6 separate regions of the Mus musculus genome follow, and regions 1, 2, 4, 5 and 6 are each linked to region 3. The links are chromatin contacts, called in public HiChIP or PLAC-seq and promoter capture Hi-C maps. All regions are on one chromosome and are shown on one strand. The core of a region is the stretch at or near the end of the contact, and the rest is flanking DNA. Distances in the headings are between cores, read along the strand shown. Region 1 overlaps Rbfox3 (RNA binding protein, fox-1 homolog (C. elegans) 3). Region 2 holds the start of Rnf213 (ring finger protein 213). Region 3 holds the start of Cbx2 (chromobox 2). Region 4 overlaps Rbfox3 (RNA binding protein, fox-1 homolog (C. elegans) 3). Region 5 holds the start of Eif4a3 (eukaryotic translation initiation factor 4A3). Region 6 overlaps Rnf213 (ring finger protein 213).

Region 1 (3,675 bases), core at 769-3,268, 270 kb after region 3:
CCCTTGGTTGACACACACATGGCCTGTCGCCTGATTGTGTTAATGTGACAGGGATGAGTATTCTGTGAGACAATCACCCAGGTGTCCTGTGCCTTTCTTTGTGAAGTTGCTGACAGAGACTCAGATGGAGGAGATGTGGGGGATGGGAGCCTTCCTGTAGTGCAGAAAGAACTTGGCCAGTGTTTGGTATGGAGATGTGTGTGTGTGTGTGTGTGTGTGTGTGTGTGTGCCTTTGTTGCATGACTCCATGTGTGTCACTGCCTCTGTGCATGTCTGTGTGTGTCTGTGTATGTGTATGTGTGTACCTTTGTTGCATGACTCCATGTGTGTCCCTGCCTCTGTGCATGTCTGTGTGTGTCTGTGTATGTGCATAATGGAGGAGGTAGGACCTGGTAGCTGATATCCTCTGAATGAGGCCAGCCATGACCCAGTCACTTTTAAAACGTATTTTTAGGGCTGGGAAGATGGCTCAGTATGTAAAGTGCTTGCACACAAGTGTGAGGAGCTAAGTTTGATCATGAGCACCCAAGTGAAAGCCAAGTGTGATGGGTGCCTGCTTATAATCCTAGCACCTGAAGGCAGAGACAGACGGCTCCTGGGGCTCACTGGCCAGACAACGTGGTCTAATAGGCAAGCTCCAGGTCGCAGTAAGAGGAGACCCTGTCTCAAAAACCAAGGAGATGGTCCTGAGAAACAACACATGAGGCTGCCTTCTGGCCTCCAGCCCTATGTACACTCAAATATGGGTTTTTATTTCATAACTGTGTTAAAATCTATTTAATAATAAAACCTAGTGTTATGTCTTCAGTTCAAGATACCATATGAACTCAGGGTTAAGTGACAATTGTCACCATCCAGTTCCAGAACAAATGATTCTCTGGCTCCCATCCCCCTCCCCATCTCCATCCACCCCCTTCCTCCTCCTTTCTGTTTCTGCGAGCTAGGAGTCCTGAGAGAGACCCTTCAGGGATCTCTGGGAGTCATTTCATCAAATACATCTTCAAGACGTATGTATGCTGTCACGTGAGTCAGAATGCTCCCCTTTCCTCTTAACCTTCTCTCTCTCTCTCTCATGTGTGTGTGCGTGTGTGATGAGATATGTCTGTGCATGCTTGTATGCATGTCTGCACGTGTGTGGAGGCCTGATGTCATAACTGAACCACATTGTATATGGGACTGTGGTACCCAGGAGGCTCTTCTTTCCCTACTGTTGTTGTTGTGACGTATGATGAACTGAAACCTTCCAGGTTCTAGGACTCACAGAGCCTGTCAACAGCAAGTGGGGTCAGCCTCAAAGCCACACAGGTCCCCTCCACTCAATAATGACCCAGATATGCCACAAGAATGTAAGAAGGCCTTGGTCTGGTCAGACACAAGCCTGGGGTTAGGATGTCTCTAGGCCCTGACAAGCACGCCTGCACCAGGCATTGGTTCTTTAGAAATATATCTGCATATAAAACAATGGAGATCCTGCCCCAGTTTGCTAGGCTTCAGCTGGTCACCTTGGGGTCTGAAATATTGGCTGGGGTCTCGGGTCAATGGGGCGCTGATGTCTGTTGTGGAGGTGGTAGAGAGGATGGGCTGTCTCTGGGCAGCCACTTGAACCCGGAAGACTCAGAATTCTGAGATGAAATCACACCCTGGGAGGGTGGGATGAGGTTCCATCTCGTTTGTGCAGTGGTAGTCACTATTCCTGAGTTTGGTAGTCATTGCTCATCTGCTGGCCTGTGTGCAGGCAGCTGGCCGATCAGTGGTTGGGAACCCTCTGGGGACAAAGGGACTACAGTGACCTCTCTCTCCTGTGGCTGTCACTCATGCCTTCGAGGAGTTGAGGGCCACCTTAGCTGTCTTCAGCCCACTGCCAGGCTGTGGCTAAATGGCTCCTCCTAACCACAGGCGATTAGCAGCTGCCTGGGCTGAAAGCACAGATGCTGACAATGAGCCACTGGCCTGAGCATCATGCCACAGGACCCCACTCTGCCCAGATGGTATGAGATCATACATGCTAGGGGATTTCCCTGGGGTGGGGCACTCTCCTCTGGGTCTGCCTCTTTCCACACAGTGCTACCCGGAGGCTCTCTCCTGGCTTGCTCTGGCACTCTCCAGATTGTAACCTGAACTGGAGCAGCTGGCAGACAGACAGGCAGACAGCAGACCGACTGACACACAGGCATGAGGCCAAGAGAAAGAAGGCAGCAGGTGCAATGAGCATGGATAGGTCTCCCTTCACCCTGTGCATAAACATGGTGCCCACCAGTGTGCCCGTGCTGGAATGGGTCCATTCTGAGGGGCATACATTGGGGATTCTGTGCATTAATCCATCTTTGCAAGGAAAAGGGGAAATTATTCATAATTAAAAAGTAATAATAATGTGTTGTGAAGGAACTCGGCAGCACGTTACCCAGAAAGAAGGGGGAGGGCAGGCAGTCTATTTTTAATGGTCTCCATGGCAACAGAGATTTTGTTTACACTGATTTTTTCCCCCTAGTTCTTCAGTAAGGCAATTGCTGATTTGCATTTTATTGGAAAATGTAGCCTGCAAGTCCCTGAGGTGGGCAAGGGGCCCTAGCATCTGGGGAGCCTCACTCCCCACCCCAGATGCCTCGGAAGTCTTCTGTGAGGCTCCAGGACCTGGGAAACTGCAAATATGCGGCTGGTACACCTGTGGGACTCTTCTGTCCTGCAGCCTGGACCACCTTATTCTTCTTGTCTATCCCTACCCTGTAGTGGATGCTGCTTGCATCTTACAGTTAAAACTGGTTCCTCAAGGTGTGGTTGCCCCCGATGACAAGCAGATACTCTCATACTCAAGAGATGCCTTGCGAACCTTCTTCTCAATGTAACTGGTCAATAAAAAGCTATAGCCTATGATTGGACAGTGAGGGAGTAAGGTGAGACTGTAGATTTGAGAGGAGGTTTCAGGGAGAGGGGGAGAAAGGATGGACAGAGAGGAGGAAGCTACAATGAACCAGACCCACATGGCCAGGAGAAGCAGCAAGTAACAAGGGGCTTTATAGCTGGGGAATAAGTTAAAACAGCCCTAGATCTGCCCAATGTAAGCATGTGGTTTATAAATAAAACACCTGGTTTGTGTGTCTTTTAAATGGGCTTACTGGAACTTTAATTCCAACATTACTATCCTGTTGGGAGCACTGCCATGCCCCCCATGCTCACTGGACCTGCTCGACAGAGACCCATTCCACCTGCATGGGTAGCTGGTCAGGTTCCCATCCTTTCTGCCTCCTGCTGTGCCAGGCAGGTGGGGGCGCCTGGGCACAGAGCCCAAGCCACTGGCAGAGGGGCAGATGGACGCCAGCAGTCCACCCTGAGGAAGTCAATGTGCGTGGATGCCGGCCAGGTCCCGGAAGGATGGTGCAGACCAGACATGCAGGTGGGCGTGCTCCCTGCCCTCAGGCCTCAGTGCTTGGCTGCAGTTCCTAGCAGGCTGCCTTTCGTTACCTATCCCTGCCCTTGTCTAGGCATCCACCCACCAAAGTGTCTCTTACTGTAGCTGCATCTCGGCCATCACTGGGGCGCTTGTTCCCACTGGCCTTGGCTCTGAACTGGCCACACTTGGAAGAAAGCCTGCTGGCCAGGTGCCTCTACCTGACAGCAGGTGCGTTGGGTAGCTTCCCACAGCTCCTGAAGCAGCCATGCAAGCCACTCAGGCAATAA
Region 2 (3,502 bases), core at 526-3,025, 370 kb before region 3:
GAGAGGAGGGCTACCAAAAACCCGGCAGAGAATCCCATGCTGGTAACCCCAGCACTTGAAAGGTGAAGGCAGAAGATAAGGAATTCAAGGCCAGGCAGGGCTCCAAAGAACTTCTTAAAACCAAAACAAGCAAGCAGGGGGCGGGAAACACAAGAGTAACTATGTATCCTTTGTGGGCAACCCACAAACTGCGGGAAACACAAGAGTAACTATGTATCCTTTGTGGGCAACCCACAAACTAAGAATGGTTAAGAATGGGAGTTGGGACTGGAGGCTTTCTAGCAAACAGGAGCTACAGGAAAGGGCAGAGGCTGAGAACTGGGGTCACAGGCTTCATGAAGGTTGGGAGCTAGACAAGGTGGTGGCATTGAACAAGTGCTTTCTCAGGTAAAAGTGTGGTCTGCCTCAGCCCTCTGTCCTCTCTTGAGAGATGTAAATTTCTTTTAAGAAAGCTCTGCTTTTCGTGGGTAGTGGTGGTGCATGCCTTTAATCTGGGGAGGCCGAGCAGGACAGATCTGTGAGTTCGAGGCCAGCCTGGTCTACAGAGTGAGTTCCACGTCAGGCAGGGGCTATAAAGAAACCGGGTCTTGAAGGCCAAAAAAACAAACAAACAAACAACAATAACAAAAACAAAATGGGGGGGCGGAGGAGGAGAAAGAAAGTTCTGCTTCTCAAACCATGAGTCTCACAGAACAAACTGAAACACACCACGGGGTGGCAGGTTATCTCCTACTACAATTTTCGGTTGGTGTGCCCAAAGCCAACACCACCTAAGTCAGTTCTCTAGTGCTGCTCAGGAAACTGAGAAGCCTGGACTAGAGGCAGCCTTGCACAAGTAAGCGGCCAGCGGCACCGCCTCTCCTTTCCACCAGCTAGAGGACCCTTCCCGTGCCTCCCCCCCTGGAAACTGCGAAGCCCGGACTAGAGGCAGCCTTGCACAAGTGAGCGGCCAGCGGCACCGCCTCTCCTTTCCACCAGCTAGAGGACCCTTCCCGTGCCTCCCCTCCACCCCCCGCCCGGGCTAGACTAAGAAAAAAGCAGATGGGTTTGGGCTAGCCCATTGCGAGCGAGCGCACCTCTCGCTGCAGCTTCGGGGACAGGGGAGGCTCCCGGCTTTGACCTAGGTAAGATCAGCGCCCTGGGCACAGACGCCTGGCACGAAAAAGTTCTGGCTTCAGTTGGTGAGGGCAGACATCTGGCTCGCAAAAGTTCTGCTGCAGTTGGTGAGAGCAGATTCCGGGGCGGAGCCTGGGACCGCTTTACGCGAGGACACGGGGTTGTGTAGGTTGGGGGTCCCCGACCTTCCTGGGTGTTGCTGGGGAGCAGGGCCGACCTAGCGCTGTCCGCAACCCGAGAGTTAATGGGGTCGGAGACTCAGGGCCAGGCTGGACCGGCTGCCTGCAGTGAAACCGAAACTTGGAACATGAAGGAAGTGGCCGCTGGGCGCCGGCGCATCAGGACGCAGGCACCATTCAGGGACTGTGACCACAGGGGCCATGAGCCGCCGGCCCACTCTTCCCTAGCAGGACCGGCACCCAATGAAACAGCATCCAGAGCTCCGCATGTCGCCCCGTGGACCCTTGGCCCGAAACACCCGCGCCCTGCCCAACGGGACCTTGCACCCCGGTCCCTGCGCGTCCCTGAGACCCACATCCCGCACCCTAGGCCTCGCGTCACTGCCCCTGGACTTGCATCCCGCTCCTAGCCCAGCACCAGATCCTGGAACCCCGAAGCCCCTCGCTCGCACCTGCAGTGCCCATGCGCCCGCGCGGACTGGCGCGCTTCGATGAGGGGTCACGGGGCCGGCGCCGCCCCTCCGCCTCCTTGGCGCACAGCCTTGCTGGAATTCCCCGCCTGGTGGCGCCGGCCTAGCTCGCTTGTCCAGAGCGACTACAGCCGCTGCGTGCCCACGGCCTTCGAAATCTCACTGGCTCTTGCACCAGGGTTGCACATTCTCCCCCAACCAGGACGGACCGCCCTGAATGGGTGACCATTGATAGGTTCAAACCTCTAGCCCCAGACATCCAGCACCTTGGACAGTATCCAGGATTTAGCCAAGCTGAAGCCACCCACAGAAGGACCTGGAGGACAGCAAGAGTGTTCACCTACAGGTTGCGTGCATGCAAAGTAGAGTGATGGCAAAGAAGTGATGGCAACCCATCACATCGAAGTCCACCAAAAGCCGCTAGCAGTAGTCATTGCTAGTGGACGGCCACACTGTGTGCTTGCACTTTCTCATCTGTGAGTCTCAGTCATGTCCTTTGCCCCCAAAGCTTTTTAACTAAGTATTAGCAAGTGTGGGGAGACCAAGCACTCAAATATCTTGAGCCTATGGGAGCCATTCTTGTTTAAAGTACCACAGTATCTGAGGATGGCCCTGGACTTCTGATCCTCCTACCTGTGTCTTTTTGTTTGGTTGGTTGGTTGGTTTGGGTTTGATTTGGTTTGGTTTTTTGAGACAGGGTTTCTCTGGCTGTCCTGGAACTCACTTTGTAGACCAGGCTGGCCTCGAACTCAGAAATCTGCCTACCTCTGCCTCCCGAGTGCTGGGATTAAGGGTGTGCGCCACCACGCCCGACTTCCTGCCTGTGTTTTAAGGGCTGGGGCTACATGTGCATACCACCATGGCTGGTCTTATGTTGGAATGGAACCCAGGGCTTCTGGATGCTCAGCAAGCACTGTACCAACTGATCTCGGTTCCCAAACCTCCATGCAGCTCTCTCAAAGTCTTCCTCCTATGCACCTCGGGGCCAGACCCTCATCTTCCCAGATTTTTAAAGTTTTTTTTTTAATTGCACTTATTTATGTTGTTGTATTAGAGCCACAGCATGCAAGTGGAGCTCCAAAGACAGTCTTCTGGAACCGCCTGTGGCTTAGTTTGTTCCTTATGGTCATTCTTTACACTTAATGGGTTCCCTCCCTCCTCTGGGGGTGGTGGGGTTGAGTGAGAATGGCTTCCATGGGCTGATATGTCCAAATACTTGGTCCCCTGTTGATTGAACTGTTTGGGAAGAAGTAGGAGGTGTGGCCTTTTCCACAGGAGGTTTGTCACTGGGGGCAGCTTTGAGGTTTTAAAAGCCCATTCCACGCCCAGTATACTCTCTGCTTTCAGATCCAGATGTGAGCTCTCAGCCACAGGCTCTGTGCCCTGCCTCTATCATAATAAACTTAAGCCCTCTGAACCTATATGCCCAATCAAACCATCTCTTTAATAAGTTGCCTTAGTCATGGTGTTCCATCATAGCAACAGAAAAGTAGCTAAGAGATTCTCAGCCACTCATCAGCACCTGGAGAAAGGAGTCATGGAGGGCATGCCATGAACTATCCTCCTGAGGCTGGGAGACGAACCTGTTAGCTTGCTGGAAAAGCCACCCATGGGTGTCTTATGTAATACAGAGCAGAGCTCCTTCAGAAACACCCTGTTACCATCTGTGTGTGTGGTGGTGTGGTGGGGGGGGGGGGGGCTCAGTAAGGTGCTGTTGCAGGGTGTGGCTGTCCAGAG
Region 3 (3,257 bases), core at 132-2,631:
TAGTGCCGACCAAAAGCTACTCCACAGAAAAGGCCAAGAGAAACCAGAGGCTGTCTGTGAGGCCTTAAAGTGCTCCACCACAGGCTTCCCCACACCACAGCCCCAGGCCACTGTGTCACCAGCCAATTCCACCCAACTCTCCCCTCCTCCAGAGTTCTCACTTCTTCTGGAAGGCTAGGAGCAGCCTCGGGTCCAAAATGTTCTCTTCTGGCTCCCAGCTGTTGTGTCTGGAAAAGCAAAGCAAAGGGGGGTGGGCGGGCTGGTGAGCAGCATCCAGGTGGGCTGCCGGGGACAGCTCCCACAGCCCCGCTGGGACAAGGGGCACTGCGGCAGAGGCTGTCCTCTGAGGTCTTAGAAGTCCTTAAAGTTAGTTAGCATCCCAGCCTCAAACCCACAGGCAAACTGCCACCTCAAACCCCAGCAGGCCAGGAGAGGACTCGACAGTCTACACTGGGAGGAAAACAAACCCCAACAAAGAGCAAAGCTGCCGAGGGAATCCCCTGGGCCTGGCCCGGAGCCAGGGAGGGGAGGGAAGGCAGGTAGGGGAGGGGGAGCCGGGGGGCACAGACGGAACAAAGTGGAGGATACCACCGAGAGCGCGGGCAGGGCACCGGGTTTGGGGAGTGGTATCTGGAGGGGATGGGGCTCAGGAAGGAGGGTGGCGGGGCAGCTACAAAGGAAGCCCTTTCCGGAGAAGGCCGGGTCCCCGTCCCTCATTGAGAAGAAAGCAAGCTCGGGCCGGGGGTAGGAGTAGGTGGGGGAGCCCTCCCACCAGTAGGAAGCTCAGGTTACAGCAGGATAACTTGGGCAAGGGGAGGGGGCCCGCGTCCCGCGCCAGCCGCGGCCAGCTCCTGGGCGGGGGCGCATGCAACAAATGGGCGCCAGAAGCGCGCGGCGCGGAGGCGGGCCGGGCTCCAGGGACTCGGGGCTGGAGGCCGCCCTGCTCGCTCCCCGTGGGCTCGTAAACAAAGGGCAGCGCCAGTCGGCCAGAGTCCTCTGGGTCCCGAGGCACAGGACTTCCCGCCCGGGCCTGCGATGCGAGGGTTCCCACCCAGGCCGGGAGGCGCGCGCGGGAAGGCGGCCGCGCACCGGAGACTCACTTGGAGGACCAGCCGCGCCACTTGACCAGGTACTCCAGCTTGCCCTGCGGAGAGATAAGAGCGGGCGGTTAGCCCCGCAGAGCGCCAGGCGCACGCGGGGAGCGGGCGGGGGCTCACGCACCTTGCGGAGCCGCTTGCTCAGGATGCACTCGGCGGCGAAGACCTGCTCGCCCACGCTGCTCAGCTCCTCCATGCCGCCGCCCGCCGCGGCCCGCGCCCCGCAGACCCCGGCTCACTGCTGCACACAAAGCGCCGCCCCCGCCGCGCCCCGCCCCGCGCACGCGCGCCGGAGTCGCCCGCGCTGCTCTACCCGCAGCCGCCGGGCCAATAGGCGCGCCGGGCGCGCGGGGCGGGGCGCGCATTGTTCGTGGTAGCCGCGGCGGGGACCAGTCCGTGGGGTTGGGCGCTCTCTGCACTGTGTCGGGAGGCTGCGTGCTCCGGGAATCCTGGGGTCCGGCCGCTCCGGATCGCAGGTCCCTGCGGAAAGCTATTGTTTGGCCAGAGGGCGGCGAAGCGGGGAGCACGCGGCGCTTCTTGCCCCCGCCAGTGAGGGGCGCTGCTCCCCACTAGTCCTCTACCAGTCAGGGGTACAAAAAGAGTGGAAAAGTACGGGGTTCGGGAGGGGACACCGAAAAAGGAGCCTCGAAACTCTACTTAAGGTTGTAGATGAAAAATTCAGGTCACTGGAAGAAGACTGAACTCCGAACTCTTAACTAAAGAGTTGTGAAAATGGGACCTAGTTCCCCGACTTTTAGTACGCGCGTGGGGACACAACCAACTTGATTTTTTTCTTAGTTTATTTCACGATTTTGGTGACGTCGACGTGGGCCAGAGGGATCGGTGTGCAGACTTGGGTGTAACTGGATTCTTGTCACTGCTTGCTAGCTCTGCTAGTAAAGTCCTTTGGATCAATTTCCAGGGGTGGCCCCGGTCCTCCCAGGTCGCCATGGCTTAGGCGCCCTACCCATTTATTTTCCCGCTCAGACATAAATTCCGTTGAACAGTCTCCTTTGTAAGTTTTGAAGCGAGTCAAGCACATGATGAAAGAAGCGTTCTCTCATTTAATAAAGCAGAATCCAATGAAAATTCGCTTTCTGGTTTTGCCTCTTTCTTGAACAGGCTGCGAATCCAAAGTCACACCTTTGTAGGACCTTGTCTTCACGTAACCGTGAACCTATTTATGAAGGAGTAATATCTTTTGGTTGTAAAGCTTTCTGCCCTAAGAAACGAATATCGGGAAACCACTGGGTTTTAGGGTATTCTTCAGTTTAGTTGGTTGGTTAAATCTGCTTTGGAAAGAGCTCGCAGCTGTTTGCAGAGGGGGCAGGGAAAGAGACATTTTTTTTCCTTCTTTTTTCCTTCTTGAGAGCGCAATGATTGCTCATTTAGGTGCTTGGTGCAGTAGTGGATGAAGCAAGGGGGAAGAGAGCCGCTGAAGTCTCCCAGACAGCTCTTTTTGTCCCTGTTCAGATCAGCTGGGCAGTAAATGGTTGCGCTGTACAAAGGTGTGCTTATTGTAATCCTATAAATAGCTGGATCCATTTCAACTGCTGCTTGCGCTTCGGGATTCTATGGGGTGTCACATTTACTGTTAGAATCTGCCCACTATTCCCTTTCTGGAACAGGGTATACCAACACAGTTGCTTACTTATTTTTTAAGAGCAAAGAACTTTAAAAATACAGTTCTTTCTTGTTTGGCGAGAAGTAGCCAAGAACCTAATATGAACACATTGGAAAAAAATAAGTCTCTTTACCTGAAATATGTCTGTCATATATCTTATCTGTCCAACCATGAAAACCTAGTTGGGGGAGAGAGTAGTTAAAATAATTAATTTGGAGAAACAGATACAACAGACTTGACTGGAACGGAGCCATTATCAATGCAGCCAAGGCGTGATTCAGAATTTGTGGCATCTCTGACTCACATCTTTGGCGTAGTAGGATAAGTTAGACTGGTTCTTTCATTTATTTCATAAGCAGCTAATCTGCGTTGACCGGTGCCAGCAACACTAGATACTGAAGCGAGTCTTTAGCAGCGGTCTGACCAGACTGGTATGAGCCCTGGACACCAGGGTCCTCACTGTCTACTGACTGGTGCAGAAGGAATGGGATTTGAAATTGTGTGTCCTTTTATTTCATTGAACTTCTAATGGCCAC
Region 4 (3,325 bases), core at 495-2,994, 450 kb after region 3:
GGACTGGTATATCGTCCTGAAATAGCCAAACCCACTCTAGGCACTGCATCAGCAGCGGGGCAGCCTCCAAGGTCTCAGCTCACAGAAGTGGCTGTAAGCATCATGCCCTAGAGGTGCCAGTCCTTGGTGCTGAGGCTATCCTGCCACTATCCAGGCCTGGGAGATCAAAACAGTGACCTATCCCTTGACGAAGACAAAAGTGGCCTGAGAACGTCCATAACCCACATTCCGCCTAAGCTACCCCAAAAGCATTCCAGAGAAATGCAAGAGAAAGGGGAGGTGAATGTAAGCCACCAGCTGCCTGTCTCTGGTCTCTCTGCTGCCTGGCTACTCTCCTCCCAGTCTTCCTTCTCAGGGGAAGGTCAATTGCAGGGTGTGTAGCAGTGAGTGTGGGGGTCAGGGATGCCTGACAAGAGGCCATCCAAGTTGTGCAATGTCACTTCCCAGGCAGTGCCTGGAGGGAGACCACACTCAGCCATGCATCTTCTGACACCGGTCCTCCATGTGCTACACAGTAGGGGCGATAATCAACCGACCTGACCTCTAAGTCTGAAAGGGGGGGGGGGGAAGCCCAGGGACAACAAACAACTTCAGTGAGCTCACACAACATTTTAGAGGACCCCATGTAAACTAGCAAGCCAGTCATCTTCCAAGGGCAGAGCCTGGGTAAAGCTGTTGAGTTCCACAGCAGCCGAGTTCCACAGCCGCTGTACGTGGTACCTGGCGGTGCCCCTTCTTGGACGTGGTATATGTCAGTAGGCTGCGAGGCTGTGCACGTGCCCCCTGGGGCTGCCTCTCACAGTGGCAGTGGGAGACAGTTCACTCGGAGCTGGGCTCACCTGTGGCTTGTCTTGGTAAAACTGAATGTGAGGGGCGCAGGCCCGGATGTGTGTGGCTGTAAAGCTGCGGGTGTATGCGGGCAGGCTGCAGTGGTGCTATGAGGGGCAAACCAAGGCCTCTGTCCAGCACTGCCTGAAGCCAAAAAGTGGGTGCTGTGATCTCTGAGGCCTGGAGTGTGCACACCAAATTCAGCACATTTGACGATGGGGCAGGAAGGGTACCCGATGGCCACTGTTCCTCGTTGCCCACCCCCATATTAAGTATCCACAGGATTCTAAGCCTGCGGCAGGCTGTTGAGGTGTCTCATGGGGCCTAGAGGCCAACAGAGGGGCAAGAGAGACTCTCGGAGGGCTCTGGCTGGGCTTCTGGGCACTGAGCAGCTGGAAAAGCCTTCCCAGCACGGAAGCCTCTGCGTAGATGCCCTCATTACATCACCGACTTCCCCGCCGCGGAGCCGGCCTCCCTCAGGAGAGGCGCTTCTCTGAAGCAGGCAGAACGAGCGCCTTCCGGTCGGTGGGCCGCAGAGACTGTCCTCTCCACCGCAGCCTAGACCATCGGGGGCCAACGGAGGTCCCAGACCCTACCGCCGCCGGGAGCAGAGGCTGCGCGCCGGCAGAGGAGGGGAGCGCAGGGCCCGCGGGAGGGGTTCTAGGGCTAGCGGCCCGGCGCAGGACGGCGGGCGAGGGGTTAAGTGCGGGACCGGCAGTGGTGCCGTAGGCCGGGTTCTCTCCCCCAAGCGCGGGGCTCCGTTTGATGTTGGAGTACGCCAGGGACTCCCCCTCCCACCGCTACACACGCGCGCACACGCGCACACTCACACACGCACACGCACCACTCTTTGCAGACAGGGCTCCGGTGGCTCCAAAGTGACTGGCTCCCCTCTCCCCGCATCCATCCTCTCGCGCAGCGCATCCATCCTCTTTCCATCTTCTCGCGCGCGCTCTCAAGCCTCCCCGCCCCGGACAGGGGCAGCCCCTGGCAGAGGCGCGCCGCTCCCCTTTCCATGCCTCCCTCCTAACGAGCGCCAAGCGGGGGAGGGGAGGCCCGGAGGAGGAGAGACCGGGAGGGCGCCCGGGAGGCAGGGCGCGCGCACACACCGAGGGACGCAGCGAGCGCAGAGCCGCCTCGGCCGCCGGGCGCCCCCCTGACGCCCCATGCTGTGCTCCATGGCGAACTCGGGCTGCCTCCTGCTGTCCAACTCCGGCAGCATGCTCCCGCACTCCGTGCCATGCCCGCCCGCTTTCCTCTACCTCCAACAGGTAAGCGCCCCCGGCCCGAGCGCCCCCCGGTCCCGCGCACGTGCGCCCCGCGCCGCCGCCCACGCCCCGCACTTGGCCGCCTCCGCGCCGCCGCTGGTGGCCCCGCGACTCTCCTCGCGTCATGGCGCCCGGGCTGGGGTTGGGGGAACTGCGCCCCTGAGTGGCAGAGGAGCGTGGGGGCGCCTGGGGCGCGAGCGGTACCGGGTCGGGGGGCTGACTGTAGTTTGGGGCTTCGCTCGCAACTTTTTCAAAGGCGCGGGAGGGGGCGGCGGGCGGAGTCTCGGGGGAAGCCCAAAGGTAGGATGCAGGGGTTCTGGACACCCGGTTACTTTGGGGAACTTCGTGCCGAGACGCGGAGGACTCGGAGACGGGTAGCCAGGCTCCTTTCTCGGCCGAGTCGCGCAAGCCCAGGGGCCGCGGGGAGGTGGCGGCTGGGGAGCACGGCTGTGCTGCAGCGCGGACCGCGCACCGGGCCTCTGGGGAGGCAGGCCACCTGCCTGTGGGACAGAGAAGCTAGGCCTTGAAGCTCAGACTCAGGAGGGGGCTTGTGCTGGACTTTTTCAGTCTACTGGGCAGGAATCTCAGGCTGGCAGGCTTTTAGGGACAGTAAACCATGCGGTTAGGAGCCCCTACATCCCCAGGATGCCCCCTAGGGAGGTGCGCGCAGAGTCTCAGCTTCCGCCTGCCAGCTGGCCAGAGGCGCAGGGGGCGGGGTCCTGCGATCCCACCCAATGCGGAATCCGTGCGGGATGGGGGGGTGGGGGCGCCAGGCCTGCACTAGGGAGAGAAAGGGGATTCCCTGGGCTCCCTCAGGCCCTCCAGGTTAAGATTCTGGGTGCCAGCTTGGCCACAGCTGTCCTGAGGCTGCAGTACTCTGGCCTCACCCACCAGGGCTGCCCACACCTCTGGCCTGTCTCCCCATGCTCTTGGGGCTACCCTGTTGTGAATTCACACCTCAGCCCTCTGGTATACCCACATAAATGGGTAGCTTCTAGGGGGAGGCCTGAGATCCTAAGAACTTCCGGCTGTCTGTCTCTGTTCCTTTGCTCAGCCCAGTTAGAGGGTTCCCATAGGACCCCCTTCTGAAGTGGGCTAGTGTGAAGGAGAGAGGCTGAGGGACAGGGTGCCCACACAAGAAGCTGGTTAGGGTCAGAGTCAGGATCAGACTATGAAGAAACAGCAGCTGGGTGCACAGCTGACTGGAAATGAAGAGGTTTATTTCTTGG
Region 5 (3,575 bases), core at 658-3,157, 280 kb before region 3:
CGCAAGAGCCGCAAGTGCACTTAACCGCTGAGCCATCCTTCTAGCCCTTACTGTGGTTTGTTTTGATAAAGACGGTGTCTTTACCTAGGCCATTCTGGCCTCAATCTCTGGGCACTCCTGCCTCCACCACCCAAGTGCTGGGGTCACAGGGTATATACACACCACCTTAGTCTTGACTGTTGCTTTTACGTGGATATTTATGCATAAAATACAATGTAACCAAGTCGACCAGATACTTTTAACAAGGCAAGTGACAAAGGCATACTGTTCATAACTGATAGATTACAGCTGCTTACTGATTTACAGAAAACCAAGGTCTTCAAATCACTTGGGTACTCTAAGAAATTACAGCAAGGTGGGAAGACAGCTTGTGTTAAGGGATGACCCCAGTGAGTTTGATCCTGGAATTCACTAAAGGTGGGAGAAAAGAACACACTCTCCACATTTGTCCCCCGACCTCTGCATCTGCATCTGTAGCACGGGTCTGCCCCCTCACACATACCATAGGAACATACACAAATATACGCAGACACAATAGGCAAAGATATGTGAGCAGAGTGGCCCAATAGGAACACAATAAAGCCCTTTTTAGTTGTTACATCTGATGAAGTAACAAACAGTGCAATTAAGCTGCATTTTAAACAGTATCCCCAAACTATAATTAGACTCATTTCAACAGGCAGTATGAAATGGAGACTTTCCATTCTTTTCTTAGGAGGTCATTAAAATCCACGTGTACTTTACAGCAGAGATTGCAAAACCACCCTTAAAGTCAGGCTTGCCAAACTGCATGAGCACCAGGAATAAATCCTTGTGGAGTGAGAAGGCAAGAGAACTTGGAACTCAGTTGTTTAGTCCCAGAAGGGTGGCCAGCTCTGTGTCTTCAATCGTTTACCTGGTCTGGACAAATCCTGATACCAGAGCAAGAGCAGAGCTCTCTAGGGAAGGAGGTGATAACTTGTTTTATTTATTTATTTATTTATTTATTTATTTTTGGGCGGACATACTGCAACCCACAACTTCTCCATGAAAAGATAATCTGGTTATAACGAAACATATCTACACAAAATGAGGTTTCTTATAGTAGCTTTAAAAGATTTGTGTTAGTGTGTGTTTGTGTGAGTGTGGCCCCCACAGAGGCCAGAAGTACTGGATCGCTTGGAGCTGGGGAAGACAGGCTGTTGTGAGTCACACGGTCTAAGCGCTGGAGCATAACAAGGTTCCCTGGAAGAGGAGTAACGGCTCTTAACGATTTAGTCATCTTTCCTCAAAAGCAGAAAAAAGGAAAGAGGCCAAGTGCAAATGAATGTTTGCTAGAACTCGGGGTACGGCTCGATCCACCCTCAGAAACAAACAAAACAGACAGACAGACGTGCCCCAGTAAGGAGCAAAGCCCTTGTGGAGCCTACGTTGAAAATCAGGATTCTTCAGAGTGACTGGGGTCAGCGGCTCTGAAGGATTCTCAGATGTGATGGCAGCTTAGGCGGCCCCTGCTCTCCCCTCGGTCCCCACTGATTTCCCCAGCCACCCCGGGCGAGCAGCTTGATTCTCCCGCCGCTTAGCGCTGCGGTTGCCATGGCAACGCAGTCAGCTGCGAAGGAGCGCGGAGCCCATCGGGCGGTGCCATCTTCCCTTGCCCCGTACCCTCGGGGACACCCTGGCGTCCGTCTTGCTCCTCCCAGAGACCCACATCCCTATCCCGAGCCGGCTGCGGACATCCAAGGAGCCGAGAGTACGGAGAGCCGCAGGCGCTTAGCGACGGCAAGCCCAGCCTCTCGCCGAATCCCGCGGAGCGCGGAATATCGCGAGACCTGGAGCGCCGTGCCTTCCGCCCCTCTTGACGCTCTTCCGCGGCGCTGCGGCGCGTCACTTCCTCCCGACCGGGCCGGCGGCGCGCGCCTTACATCCGGTTCCCGCCGCGGCTTGCAGTTGTCTTTCTGCGGAATCCGGATCATGGCGGCTAACGCCACGATGGCGACGTCTGGCTCGGCGCGGAAGCGGCTGCTCAAAGAGGAGGACATGACCAAAGTGGAGTTCGAGACGAGCGAGGAGGTGGACGTGACCCCCACGTTCGACACCATGGGCCTGCGAGAGGACCTGCTGCGCGGCATCTACGCCTACGGTGGGGCGCGGGCCTCGAGGCGGGGGAGGTTGGGGGCCGGGCCCCGGTAGGACGGGGTTAGGCCCGGCGGCGACGAGCGGCTCCGCCCCAGAGCTCCGGCCTGCTCCCCCGGGGCTGCAGTCAGCCAGGCTCTTCAGTGGCTCGTGTAGCGAGCGGATCGCCATGTGTGTCCCCCGAGGTGCCCCGAGCTTTGATGGGGAAGTCGCGGCTCTAAGTCTGGTGGGTTCTCGCCTTAGGGAGTTTAAAGCTTTCTAGGGAGGCGAAAAACACGAAGCCAAAGTGCTTCAGGCGGTGGGAATTGGGAAAACAAGAGAATGAGCAGCTGGGTAGAGTAGGTAGATTGGTAGGGGACAGTTAAAAGAGCCGAGAGAGAGCTCCCAGAGGCGTTCATAATCACCAGGGTGACCCTGGCTTCTCGAAGCCATGGCCAGACCTGTGCCAGGAACAGAAAAAGAACCCCCTGTCATGTTTTAAACGCCTGGGTAAAGATTTTGAGATTCATTCCTAAATACCGCTGGAAGCCACTGCAGGGCTCTAAGCAAAATTGACAGGATCGGGCTTACAGTTTGAAAGTTTATCTTGGTGTCTGGATTTGGAGTTAGAAGAGGAGGCGGGGGTGATGGCCGGACTGTAGAAGAGAGATGCTGATGTTGTCGTTGAGTTGGAGCTGGATTTTTTTTTTTTTTTTTTTTTTTTGAGTGAATGGTCGGTCATGCTGCTGGTGTGTGTTTAGGAGCATTTAAGGGAGGCCAAATGAGCTTTGTCTTTTTGTTTCTGTCCTTTTCTTTTTTCCTTTTTTTTTTTGAGACTTTCTCTTTGGAGCCCTGGCCGTCCTGGAATTCTTTGTAGACCAGGCTGGCCTCAAACTCAGAGATTCCCTGCCTCTGCCTCCCAGATGGTGGGGTTAAAGGTGTGCCACACCAAGCCAGGATTGTTGTTGTTGTTGTTGTTTTGAGGTAGGGTCTCTACCTAGCCCTAGCTGCCCTGGAACTCACTAGACCAGGAAGATTGGTCCCTCCCATTTTTAATGATACCCAGCTTGGGTTTTCGGTAATCCCAGATGTAGGCAAGTTGGCAGCCAAGAATAGCATTACAAGTCCTGTGTTGAGCTGGCAAGTGTCACTAGCTACATCTTAAAAGAGTGTAAAAATAAACTACAACAAGCCAGTCTCACAGCTTTAATCCCAGCACTTGGGAGACAGAGGTCAGTCTACAAAGTGAGTTCAAGATAGCCAGGGCTCTGTTACTTAGAGAAACCCTATCTTGAACAACCCCTCACCACCCCCCCACCACCCCCACACACACCAAAGCAAACCAACAACATCTTTTCTGTATAAATTATGTCTGCTTATTTGGAAAGTACTTGTGTTTTTGTTGTTGTTTGTTTTGAGACAGGTCTCTACATAGTCTTGTCTGTCCTGGAACACTCTGTAGACCAGCTGGCCTTGAATTC
Region 6 (3,515 bases), core at 677-3,176, 400 kb before region 3:
TACCGCCATCTCTTCAGAATAGGTAAGTCGGACATAGGCTGAGCTAATGGAGAGCATGCGACTTTTAAACAAGCTGCGCAGCCAGTTTCTCGTGGTGGCCAGGGCCTCCTGAAGGGTGCTTGTCACCAAGTCTTCGTAAGATTTTTCGGGCAGCCCCTCGTCAGTATGCTGTAGACACAAGAGAGGGATTACAAAATCTATAGTCACCATCGATCCAGAAGACCTGAGTCTGATCCCCAGAACCCATAGGATGGAAGGAGAAAATTGACTCTTACAAGTAGTCCTGACTTCCAGACCCAGACCATGGTGTGGGCTCTGTGTCTCTGTCTCTGTCTGGGTCTTTCTCACATACACTCATGCGTGCACATGCAAATGCACATACATGCATACATACACGCAGTATAAATTTTGTAAAGAAAAACTAAAAGGAATAACATTAAAATATACATTTAACTATCTATCTCCCATCGATAAAGTCAGAGTTGTGTTTGTGAAGAAAGTCAGTGAAAAGACAGTGAAAAAGTCCGCTAGCATTTCCAAATGGAGGCGCACAGACTCAGGTGGGGGAGTGACCCACAACAATGAGAGAACACTATCTCAGCTGCACAAGGCAACTGAAGGTGACAAGAAGAATCAAGTTCAGAAGCCGGGCGTGGTGGCGCCCAGCAGAGGCAGGTGGACTTCTGAGTTCGAGGCCAGCCTAGTCTACAGAGTGAGTTCCAGAACAGCCAGGGCTACACAGAGAAACCCTGTCTCAAAAAACCAAAAAAAAAAAAAAAAAAAAAAATCAAGTTCAAAGAGAGGTAGGAAGATCTGACGAGGCAGCCACGGAATGCAGCTCTCTCCGGCAAGCACAAAGGACTGCAAGCTGGTGAAGGTGCAGGTGTACTGGGCCACCTCTAGGGACACCAATTTTGCTCTTCAGTTTAACTTAAAGTTCCCAAGGGGAAAACAAGGAGTGGACCTGTGCTCAGGGTAGGATGGTCCCCAGTGTGTTCTGTCAACAGTGGGAAAGAAGTACCCAGTTAACAGTGGGGTTCTGCTCTTTAGCTTGCCCTTGGACATCAGAAGCCTGGCCTACCACCTCCCTCCCTCCCTCCAACCCAAGCCCCAGAACTGCCTCCAGCCCAGAGAGAGCTCAGCTGGAACAGAGAGCCTCAGTCAACTCCCTCATGGCTGAATCAGCTCGGATTCCCTTTCAAATTGAGGTTACCGGAAGCCTACGCCTCCAATACAGTGTCAGACGAACAAGTCCCACTCACCCCTGGAGGACTGAGCTCAAGCAGTTTACAGATAAGCTCAGCAGACAGGGCAGGAATCTCAAAGAACTGGTGGTTAGCTGTGATGTTGCAGACAGTTTCATGGAGGGTCAAACACTCAGTCAAGTAGATCTGTAGCAGGTTCTCCCCAAAGATCCTACCCAAAAAAAGTACAGAGAAATCATTGAAATAGGTGAGAAATGAGAATAGCGAAGAGGGGAAGAAAAAGGTTAAATTAAAAAGAGCGGGTCCTCTGTGTGGGGTGTCTCCTGGCCTACACGTGCTGGTTCGTGTTTACTGAGTGTGTTTGCACACGGGGCAAGCAGGGGTTTAACTACTCAGCATGCCTGACATGCTGGGTTTCAATCCTCAGTTTGCAAAAGAAAAAGGGGGTGGAGGCTGGAGAAAGGGCTCAGTAGTCAAAAGCACTTGCTGTACTATCGGAGGACTTAAAGTCTGGGTCCCCACAGAACAAATGTCTGTGACTCCAACTCATGGCAGCTGCAGGCTGAAGTCAAGGCAGAAAAAGATCTGACCATCAGCACTGGTCTCTCCCCACTTCCTGACTTCAGATGCAGCTCGAGACCTGCTTCCTGCTCCCCTGACAGGGCTTCCCCACCGGTGTGGACTGTAGCCCTCAAACAGTGAGAGAGAACTCACCCTTCCTCCAACTGCCTGTGCTCGGCTCCTGGTCAGAGCCAGGGGAACAGGAAGTCATACGATCACGTTTGACTTCTCCAAACGCCTGATTGCCTCCAGATGGAAGCCAGGACTCGGGAAGTACCGTGAAGGGACACACAGCAAATGGAGCAGGGGCAAACCTTGATCAGCCAGAGCTGGACACACAGCGCTTCATGGCTTGGAAAGCGTGGTGTTGGTTTGCAATCTCCCCAGTGAGGCAGCATGTGTGCAGGAAGCTGTGGCCAGCAGGGACAGCCACCATTCCTCCCAGAGCTGTGTGGAAAACAAAGCTGCCTTTGGCCTCTCTACTTACCTGTGCTGATAAATGTCCACAAGGTGCATCAGCATTTTAAAGACGTTCTCGACATCCTAAGACAGTGAAGAGAAGGGAGGATGTAATCTTGACGTGGCTGTGTTTGTGGAGATTGAGCCAAGAAAAGAAAGGCCTCTGGACACACAGAGCACTGATTCCAAACAGCTACGCTTCTGCCTCACATTAGTAAAGTCACAATACAAAATCACAAGGCTTTCTGTCTTCTGAGCATACCTGTGTGTGTGTGTGTGTGTGTGTGTGTGTGTGTGTGTGTGTGTGTGTGTGTGTGTGTGTTTTCACACGTGTGTAGTAGACTGTGTTTGCTCAGAAGCCATCCATTTGCTTCTGAGACAGCATCTCTCATTGGCTTGGAAATCACCAGTTAAGTGGCTGGACAGTAAGCAAGGATCTGGCCCCTGTAAGTGCAGGCCACAGTGTGCTGGGAGTCAGTGTGGTTCCATTCATTCAGATCCTCAAGCTTGTGTGGCAGGCAGGCACTTTACCAAATGGACCATCACCCAGCCTGATAGATCCATGTTCTCTGTGTGTCTCAGGTCACACCCACCCTGCCTTAGAGTTCCACCAAGCACAGCTGTTTAAAGAAATTAAGATAGAAGTTGAAAAAGCTATTGATAAACTCAGGCAAACTAGCCTTTGCCCACAGGAAACATCACCACACCTAGCAGAACCAACGTCATTACATCTGACTAAATCTACACGCCACCACCACCCCCACCCCACCCCTCTCGTGTGTGTGTGTGTGTGTGTGTGTGTGTTTTCACTCCTCCCTCACTCACCTCTCTTTCCTTGGGCTTGTGGTGCTGAGGATGAGACTCGGGCTTTTGCTCTAACACTGAGTGCTCCCCGCCCTGTGGCAGTTAACCTGTTCTTCCTAAGCCAGCACTTGCTAACCTGTCCCCACAACACACCTTCTTCATGTTCTGGTTTGAGATCTTCCTTAGCCCTGGAAGACGGTATGAAATCCCTTGCAAACAGTCCAGGACCCTCACGGGCACATCACTCAGGTAGTCTATGGAGTTCTCCAAGTAGGAAGATAAGCTTTCAAGAGGGACCACGCTGAGCCAGGAGCGGAAGAGGTACTCATCCACGCGCAGCAGGGCCATCTTACTCTGCATGAACTGGAGGGGCTGGCTCCTGGGGAAAGGCAACACACGGCACGGTGAGACGGCAGCAGTCAGGACAGCAGGCTCTGATCTAAAGGGTTGCAATGCTTTGTGGGAAACGAAAGTCAAGGTACCCCT

What was found. Promoter capture Hi-C pulls out the DNA fragments that hold promoters and counts their contacts. HiChIP or PLAC-seq counts read pairs in DNA pulled down with a chosen protein or histone mark.
Region 1: an H3K4me3 HiChIP or PLAC-seq map of forebrain shows a contact between it and region 3, with 3 times the contacts expected there. The contact joins the enhancer-like site here to the promoter of Cbx2 in region 3. A contact is called at or near these places in 2 of 484 Hi-C or Micro-C datasets (the N1E-115 cell line and cerebellar granule neurons) and 4 of 115 datasets of contacts at active chromatin or transcription factors (embryonic basal ganglia, embryonic forebrain, embryonic midbrain and 1 more).
Region 2: a FOXA1 HiChIP or PLAC-seq map of pancreatic cancer cells shows a contact between it and region 3. The contact joins the promoter of Rnf213 here to the promoter of Cbx2 in region 3. A contact is called at or near these places in 1 of 39 promoter capture datasets (the C10 cell line), 5 of 484 Hi-C or Micro-C datasets (embryonic stem cells and myocytes), 2 of 115 datasets of contacts at active chromatin or transcription factors (embryonic stem cells and pancreatic cancer cells) and 1 of 9 other capture datasets (liver).
Region 4: a contact with region 3 is called in a promoter capture Hi-C map of hippocampal neurons, with 3 times the contacts expected there. The contact joins the enhancer-like site here to the promoter of Cbx2 in region 3. A contact is called at or near these places in 3 of 39 promoter capture datasets (embryonic stem cells, hippocampal neurons and stem cell-derived epiblast-like cells), 3 of 484 Hi-C or Micro-C datasets (all in embryonic stem cells) and 5 of 115 datasets of contacts at active chromatin or transcription factors (embryonic forebrain, embryonic midbrain, embryonic stem cells and 2 more).
Region 5: an H3K27ac HiChIP or PLAC-seq map of extraembryonic endoderm stem cells shows a contact between it and region 3, with 7 times the contacts expected there. The contact joins the promoter of Eif4a3 here to the promoter of Cbx2 in region 3. A contact is called at or near these places in 7 of 39 promoter capture datasets (the 3T3-L1 cell line, cranial neural crest, frontonasal cranial neural crest and 3 more), 2 of 484 Hi-C or Micro-C datasets (embryonic stem cells and rod photoreceptor), 9 of 115 datasets of contacts at active chromatin or transcription factors (craniofacial prominence, embryonic forebrain, embryonic limb bud and 5 more) and 1 of 9 other capture datasets (liver).
Region 6: a promoter capture Hi-C map of pre-B cells shows a contact between it and region 3, with 2.0 times the contacts expected there. The contact joins the enhancer-like site here to the promoter of Cbx2 in region 3. A contact is called at or near these places in 2 of 39 promoter capture datasets (hippocampal neurons and pre-B cells), 4 of 484 Hi-C or Micro-C datasets (embryonic stem cells and myocytes), 1 of 115 datasets of contacts at active chromatin or transcription factors (large pre-B cells) and 1 of 9 other capture datasets (liver).

The regions. Positions count from the first base shown.
Region 1 is chr11:118,750,839-118,754,513 of GRCm38.p6, reverse strand. The region is part of intron 2 of Rbfox3 (RNA binding protein, fox-1 homolog (C. elegans) 3); the gene reads left to right. Among named protein-coding and RNA genes, the nearest start is that of Gm11750, 33 kb to the left of the region's middle. Within about 2 kb of position 2,018, at least 17 of the 459 cell types and tissues checked have an H3K27ac peak or open chromatin away from gene starts, as enhancers often do. A contact at or near this core is called in cerebellar granule neurons and forebrain, where this site is marked.
Region 2 is chr11:119,388,372-119,391,873 of GRCm38.p6, reverse strand. Rnf213 (ring finger protein 213) reads right to left here and starts at 1,775. Exons shown (of 68, transcript NM_001040005.3): 1 at 1,748-1,775. It overlaps Mir1932 (microRNA 1932), which reads right to left and starts at 1,402; the gene lies at 1,313-1,402.
Region 3 is chr11:119,021,145-119,024,401 of GRCm38.p6, reverse strand. It overlaps Cbx2 (chromobox 2), which reads right to left and starts at 1,381. Exons shown (of 5, transcript NM_007623.3): 1 at 1,222-1,381; 2 at 1,101-1,144; 3 at 162-227. The coding sequence starts at 1,293. It overlaps Gm35829 (a long non-coding RNA gene), which reads left to right and starts at 563. Exons shown (of 3, transcript XR_389218.4): 1 at 563-1,129.
Region 4 is chr11:118,568,325-118,571,649 of GRCm38.p6, reverse strand. All of the region lies in intron 4 of Rbfox3 (RNA binding protein, fox-1 homolog (C. elegans) 3), which reads left to right. Among named protein-coding and RNA genes, the nearest start is that of Engase, 93 kb to the right of the region's middle. Within about 2 kb of position 1,744, at least 37 of the 459 cell types and tissues checked have an H3K27ac peak or open chromatin away from gene starts, as enhancers often do. A contact at or near this core is called in hippocampal neurons, where this site is marked.
Region 5 is chr11:119,298,375-119,301,949 of GRCm38.p6, reverse strand. It overlaps Eif4a3 (eukaryotic translation initiation factor 4A3), which reads left to right and starts at 1,907. Exons shown (of 12, transcript NM_138669.1): 1 at 1,907-2,122. The coding sequence starts at 1,954.
Region 6 is chr11:119,417,967-119,421,481 of GRCm38.p6, reverse strand. It overlaps Rnf213 (ring finger protein 213), which reads right to left. Exons shown (of 68, transcript NM_001040005.3): 12 at 3,183-3,408; 13 at 2,254-2,309; 14 at 1,263-1,416; 15 at 4-168. Among named protein-coding and RNA genes, the nearest start is that of Mir1932, 29 kb to the right of the region's middle. Within about 2 kb of position 1,926, at least 56 of the 459 cell types and tissues checked have an H3K27ac peak or open chromatin away from gene starts, as enhancers often do. A contact at or near this core is called in pre-B cells, where this site is marked.